Linked DNA regions of Pan troglodytes: region 1 is linked to region 2. Evidence: chromatin contacts called from public Hi-C data. All regions are on one chromosome and are shown on one strand. The core of a region is the stretch at or near the end of the contact, and the rest is flanking DNA. Distances in the headings are between cores, read along the strand shown.

Evidence for each region. A called contact is a pair of places that touch in the nucleus more often than the background predicts.
Region 1: a Hi-C map of induced pluripotent stem cells shows a contact between it and region 2, with 2.0 times the contacts expected there. The contact joins the promoter of SMYD2 here to the enhancer-like site in region 2. A contact is called at or near these places in 2 of 7 Hi-C or Micro-C datasets (induced pluripotent stem cells and lymphocytes) and 1 of 1 datasets of contacts at active chromatin or transcription factors (stem cell-derived excitatory neurons).

What each region holds. Positions count from the first base shown.
Region 1 is chr1:34,823,890-34,826,965 of NHGRI_mPanTro3-v2.0_pri, reverse strand. SMYD2 (SET and MYND domain containing 2) reads left to right here and starts at 1,419. Exons shown (of 12, transcript XM_003308746.7): 1 at 1,419-1,767. The coding sequence starts at 1,595.
Region 2 is chr1:34,771,704-34,775,189 of NHGRI_mPanTro3-v2.0_pri, reverse strand. It overlaps SMYD2 (SET and MYND domain containing 2), which reads left to right. Exons shown (of 12, transcript XM_003308746.7): 10 at 548-722; 11 at 2,730-2,838. Among named protein-coding and RNA genes, the nearest start is that of SMYD2, 52 kb to the left of the region's middle. Within about 2 kb of position 1,614, at least 4 of the 24 cell types and tissues checked have an H3K27ac peak or open chromatin away from gene starts, as enhancers often do. A contact at or near this core is called in induced pluripotent stem cells, where this site is marked.

The DNA.
Region 1 (3,076 bases), core at 170-2,669, 52 kb before region 2:
TGCTGGCCATAGTCAGTCGAAGTTTCTTAAAATGCATAAATGAAAATACTATCATAACTTCCTTTACTTGAAGACGGGTTAGAGGCTTATTTAGTTTGCCACTAATAAGGGCTTTTTTGTTTTCTTTTGAGACAAGGTCCTGCTCTGTCACCCAGGCTGGAGTATAATGGAGTCACCACAGCTCACTGCAACCTTGACTTCCCAGGCTCAAGCTATCCTCCCACCTCAGCACCACTTGAGAGGTGGTTAATTTCCCATAGAGACGGGGTCTTATGTTGCCCAAGCTGGTCTCCAACTCTCCAATTCCTGGGCTCAAATGATCCTCCCACCTTGGCCTCCCACAGTGTTGGGATTACAGGGCTGAGCCACCACACCCAGCTGATAAAGACATTTTACTGAAATGCCAAAAATTCCACTGATTTTACATCTCCAATCATATTAATCCTTTCCCTTTGCTCAACCAGTCCTGAACTTACACAGGTTAACTGTTTGAGGTCCTAGTTTGAAGTAGTGGTTTCTGCTAAATGATCTCGTCACAATTTTAGTCTTTACTGCATGTACATCAATTCCAGTCTTTACATAACCATGTGGAACACGGATTATATTTTCCTTTCTCATATGAAAAGTAATAGCGTGCATGTGTATAGGATTTACATTTCAGGCTTTGTGGGCTTTAAATCCTTTGACTCCTAACCCAAGTGATTTTTCTAAGATCACAGTTCGTGGGTGGTCAAGCATATTAAAACTACTGCAAACTCTAGCGCAGTGTCCTGGACACTGGCCACAGCATCGCATTATCCCCCAACAGCCTAAATTCCTTGAAGGCAAGGTTCTCTCTGGCTTCCTCTGCATCGTTCGCAGCATGCCTCAGAGACTCGGTGAGCTGGGCCAGCCAATGCATTTCCTCTTCCGTCCATGTAATTCCACTACAGGAGCAGAGGGCAAACTACGTTCCCATTAAAGCCACAAGGTTTAAAAACCTCTAACCTTGGAAAAGCACACTTCAACCCTCTGCACACCAAACTTCTCTACTGTGGTTTCCCCTCTGCCGCTTTCTCCTTGGCGTTCCCCGATCACTGCCTCTAGGGTCTTTACAAGGGACAGCGAACGTAAGGTTTCGGAGCTGGCTTCGCCCCCTTCTATTTACCGGGGGCTGGTCATCCTTCGGGCCAGGCTGACTGTCTAGCGGTGGCCCTCGGATACCTGCTCCCCGCAGGTGACCCCCCTCCCTCCCACCGAGGAGGAGGGCGCGTCCCGCTCGCTCCGTGGAGACGCCGCGGAGGCGCACACGCCTCACGCCTCCTCGCAGAAGCCACAGGGGCTGCGGCTCTTTGTCGCGGCCACACCGGAAACGGCCCGGAGCGGCCGCCGAGGGTCCCGGCGCTAGGCGGGGCCGCCGGGCCCGTCCCCCTCCCCGCGGGGGCGCGCGAGGCCCGGGCGGGGCCGCCGTCCCTTCCGGGGAGCGGGGAGCCGCCGCCGCGTCCGCCGGGCGGCTCCCACCCCGCCCCCCGCAGCTCTGGGTGACGCGTCTCCAATAACAGCTCGCCGGGAGCCGCAGCTCGGGCACAGCCGGCGGCCGCGCCCCGCCGCCACCATGAGGGCCGAGGGCCTCGGCGGCCTGGAGCGCTTCTGCAGCCCGGGCAAAGGCCGGGGGCTGCGGGCTCTGCAGCCCTTCCAGGTGGGGGACTTGCTGTTCTCCTGCCCGGCCTATGCCTACGTGCTCACGGTCAACGAGCGGGGCAACCACTGCGAGTACTGCTTCACCAGGTAGGGCGGCGGCGGCGGCGGCGGCGGCGGCGGGCGGGAGCCGGGGGCGCCGAGCGGGAGGCTTAGACCGCGGCGCCAGGAAGTGCGTGCGGCTCGCGGGGTCCTAGCGCCGGCCCTTGGGGCGGGGTGGGGGGCGGGGAGGGGAGGAGGCCCCGCGCTGCAGCCCCACGCCAGGCGCCACGTGCGAGAGGAAACAGGACCGGTGCCGCGCTGCACGCCCTGCACTGCACGTTTTCAGAGTTGCTCACGCTGGATGCGCAAACCCGGGAGTGCAGGTTCCTGCCCTCAAATGTGGGCTCCGAGCCAGGCTTGTTCCAAGCCTGGGCACTCACTGCCCTCCTGGTGCATTGGCAGCGGAGCCCCAAATTTGGGCAGCCACGGGCTGTCACCTTTAACTTATGCTTCCTGCGGTGTGTTCTGTTACCCACAGTCCAGCCCTGCCTCAGATTGGCCGTTTCTTCCAAGGAATTTAATGACTTAGTATATGTCTTGTAAAGTACGCTTACATGTTAAAGTACGCTTACATGGGTGTTTGGAGGGACGCCAGTGGGCACTGACCACACCCCCTGGATTCTGAGGAGCTGCGACGATGAGTTGCAGTGTCCAGTTTCGGTTTGGGATTAGGAAAACATGGTCGCAGGAAGGGATTGGGCAAGATGTGTGGTTGCTAATGGTATTTAATTGTAAGATACCATATGTATATATGTGTCTGTGTTTGTATATATGATGCATATACATTTGCACACACCAACACATAATTATATCCTCAACTCTTATGAGAGTTTCAGAGCTTAAAGGCACATTAGAAATCACCAATTCAGTCTTGTCTTTCACTTAATGGATGAGAAAACTAAAGCCCAGAGAGAAAGTGGAGTTACCTTTATCCATTCACACCAGTAGTGAAGGGAGTGAAATCTGGCCTTATTCACTTCTGCCTATTTCTCACTGGTTAGGTGCTCAGTAAATTTACTAAGGCAGGAGGCATGACATTGGGATTAAGTTTATATCAGGCCTTCCAGTACTCTGAGTAGAGACCATGATTTGCTTTCTTTGAACCTCAGTTTCTTCATCTTTGAAATGGAGATTCCTGGCCTAGATTAAGCTGACCTGCGGTCCTGCAGGGACCTTTTGAGTACAGGTCTCAAGTCCAGCATACTCAATCTCTCAGACCTGTGTGCCTCATTCTACAATAAGACGTAGCAAAAGAAGGGACAAAGGCTAAATATTGTAGTAATCTTGCCCAGACTCCCTGCCAGAACTGTCTTCCGCTTGGGGGGACCTGGAAAGGAACTAGACACGGAATCATGCC
Region 2 (3,486 bases), core at 365-2,864:
AGATATTAAGTAATTTGCCCAAAGGACACAGCTGATGGTGATAGGATCTAGGATTTTGTCCCAGCTCTATCAGAATCCATATTCTTAACCATTGTATTGTAGTATTTTCTTGGGAGTTGAAAAGGGATTCGATTTGTACTCTAAAGGGTAGAATTTAAAACCAGTGAGAGGAAATGAGAGAAAGGCACATTGTTTCTCAGCATAAGAAAGAACTTTGCCACAGTGGGAGTCGTGCTCAGGGTTCCAACTTGGGTGAGGATTTGAATTTGATTAGAATCGTGATTTTAATCAACATTGTTTACATCAGAACTAGGGGTCTGGACCCTGCGGCTAAAATTCTTGAGTTGAGCAGTTCCGATCTTCAGGTTTTCCTCATTTGTTTTTTCTGGAGAAATGTAATTCCTTTCACTTTTGCTTGGCTTTCTGTAAGTTACTTTTTCATGGGGTAAGGGTGAGAGTGGAGTGGACGAAAGAACTCCTTGAACCCAGCCTGGGGAAGCCTCCAGGCAGCTTGGGCCCGGTGGCCGTTTCCTTGACTCCACAGCACCCCCTAGTGAGCTGCTGGAGATCTGCGAGCTCAGCCAGGAGAAGATGAGCTCTGTGTTTGAGGACAGTAACGTGTACATGTTGCACATGATGTACCAGGCCATGGGTGTCTGCTTGTACATGCAGGACTGGGAAGGAGCCCTGCAGTATGGACAGAAAATCATTAAGCCCTACAGGTGATTGCAGAGGCTGTTCTAATCATCCACGGAGTGGAATTTGGTTGTTTAGAATGTATACGATAGTGTCGTCTTCCTGCCCATTGCTGAGACTTGCCTAGCGCAGCTGCCTTTTCTCTGCACCCACATCTGGAGGTGCTGGTGCAGGGCACTGCTCCCGAGTCAGGCCTGTTCTCACCACCATCCCAAGGAGACAGGTTGAGGTTATGCAGCGGATACTGGGGCAAGATCCCTCCCAGGTCCATCCAGGGCCATATCCATAGTAGTTAACTCAGGCTAGTTTTGAGAAGCCACTAGTTTGCTTCTTTTCCCACCCACTGCTTCCAAGTTTAATTACTAAGTGGTGGTCTCAGAAACCCTGCTTTTCATCATTACTCACACCATCCCCTTCTTTTGCTTTTTCAAGTTACAGCCCCAGTTTGCAAATGGGGAAGCTCTGGGACCAGTGGGTTGACCGTGGTTATCTAATCTCCCCACCCCAGGTTTGGAAAAAAGAAAAAAAAGTTGCTTTTTAATTTGTAGTAATAATGAATATTAGCCCTGGAGAGATTTCCTGCCTGAGAGGGTTACTAAACCTAAAAGTGGGTGACAGACGGAAGTTGTGGCTTTGTCCTCTGACTCGGACTAGACGCTTCAGGGCTGAGGTGGCCTAGATGGGATCACTGGAGCTCTTTTTAAAGGCACTGATATTATGCATTTACAGGGTACGTCCAACACCAAGTGGGCCAAGTGAATCAGGGTCGCTGGGCATTAGACCCAGAAATCTGTGTTCTGGAAGCATCCCAGGTGTTTCTCAGGAGTTTGAGAAGCCCTCAGTCTCCTTCCACTTCCGAGATTAGGGTCTGTGAAGGTTGTGTCTGGTCTGAATGTCCACTGCCCACTCCACCCTCTACTTACCCCACTGTGCCCTGATTAGCCAGCAGGGGGAGCCCAAAGGAAGCCAGCTCTTAAAATCTGCTCTTGGAAACAGAATTTGTTAAATTGGGGATAAACTCAAACCTTCCTTTTCTCCTGGAGTGTGTGAGGAAGTGCACTGGCCTCATGCACAGTTCTCTGTGTGAGATCTGTAGGGAGAGAGGAGCAGACAGACAGCATCCCAGCCCTGTGGTTCTCCCAGCAGGGCCTTGCTCTGCTAGACCCATCGTTATCTGCGTGAGCCACCTCCCGGAAGCCCAGCTCTGGTCTTCCGTGGGGCCGTGGGTCCCAGGGCTGCCTCCTGCCCAGGAATACAGCTAGAACATGTCTTTTTGGACTGACTTTCAGGAGACACAGGGTGGAACAGCCTAGCCTTTAAGTAAACACCTCTTACACACATGTAAACACACACACTGGCTCACCCACCAGCTGCCTCTGGGCCCTGTTCTTAGGGAAATGGCTGTTTCCCAGGCAGACCCCATCAGTCAGTCTTCAGGTACAGCCGGAGAGAACACTTGCTGTATCTAAAGCCCCTGCTGGACAATGGGGAAAGAACATCCAGAAGACACAGGAAGTGTTCTGACTTCAGAGCACTTACTGTTTTGCTAAACCAGCCCATATCATAGTGTGACAGAAAGCTGGGGTCTTAAGACACATTGGGGTGGGTGGGGGTTGGGTGGGTGGCTGTATGTCTGAGTACCTAAGGTGATAGGCCTAATTGCTGCCTTCATAAATGGGACATTTACTTCACAAGCTGTTTTCCCAGGGTCTTCCTCTGGGTATGTCTGAAATATAAAAATCTGGACTGGGATTGAAGATTGTGTTTACAAATGCTTTTGAATAGGATTTCTCCTGCAGTTGTTATGTAGCTTTTCAGAAACACACAAACTACAAATAATGAACAACATCTGCAATGATTCCGCAGGGTGGCAGCATCCACACTCTCCACCCAAACCCTGGTGGGATTTGGAGAGGCCACTGGTGGGCAGAGTTTGGCCCTAAGCATGGCAGCCTCCGGCTTACTGCACCCAGCCTGTGGGGCGGCTCAGTAGCCGCTGACATGGTGGCCTGTTGTCTCTTCTCTTGTTCTAGTAAGCACTATCCTTTGTACTCCCTCAACGTGGCCTCCATGTGGTTGAAGCTAGGGAGACTCTACATGGGCCTGGAACACAAAGCCGCAGGGGAGAAAGCCCTGAAGAAGGTATGTCTGTAACTCGGCCTTAGGATTCCCAGTGGCCAGACGGCCTCCTTAGCACATCTCCTTCATGCCTCACCAGGCTGAATGGCTGAAGCAGTGGAGGGTGAGCAGCTCTCACCCACCCTCTTGCCGTGGGAGCAGCGGGGGTGGGTCCCGCAGGTGATGGGGGAGTGAGAGAGTGCACCTCTGCTGTGTTTGTGTCCAGGCCTCCCTCAAAGGGAATGGGTGCCCACATCCAGAGGGCTGGCCGTGATCACAGGCCCAGCCTGTGCCTGGAGGAATTCTCCATTTGTTTGACCTTTGGGATTTTCAGAATGATGATCCCCAGTTGTGGTGAAATCAAGGAGGTAGGATATGGAGAGTTAGGGTTAGGATGTTAGAATTGCGCATTTGCTGTTTCTAAAATGCACTTAATCATCCTCTCAGTTCATTGAGGACCAGTTACATACCAAGACCCTCGTGTGCTTTTCCTTTGAATTCTCACAAAAACGAGAGGCTTTCCTGATGAAGAAAGTGAGGTTCAAGCAGGTTAAGTGAGTAATAGCCTAGGGTGCATGGTGGGGCCTTCATTCAAATGAGGGTCTAAATTGAAAGCTTCGGCTCCTCCCACTCAAGCTGTGATGAAACTGGTGGGGAGCCAGACCCCTGGGC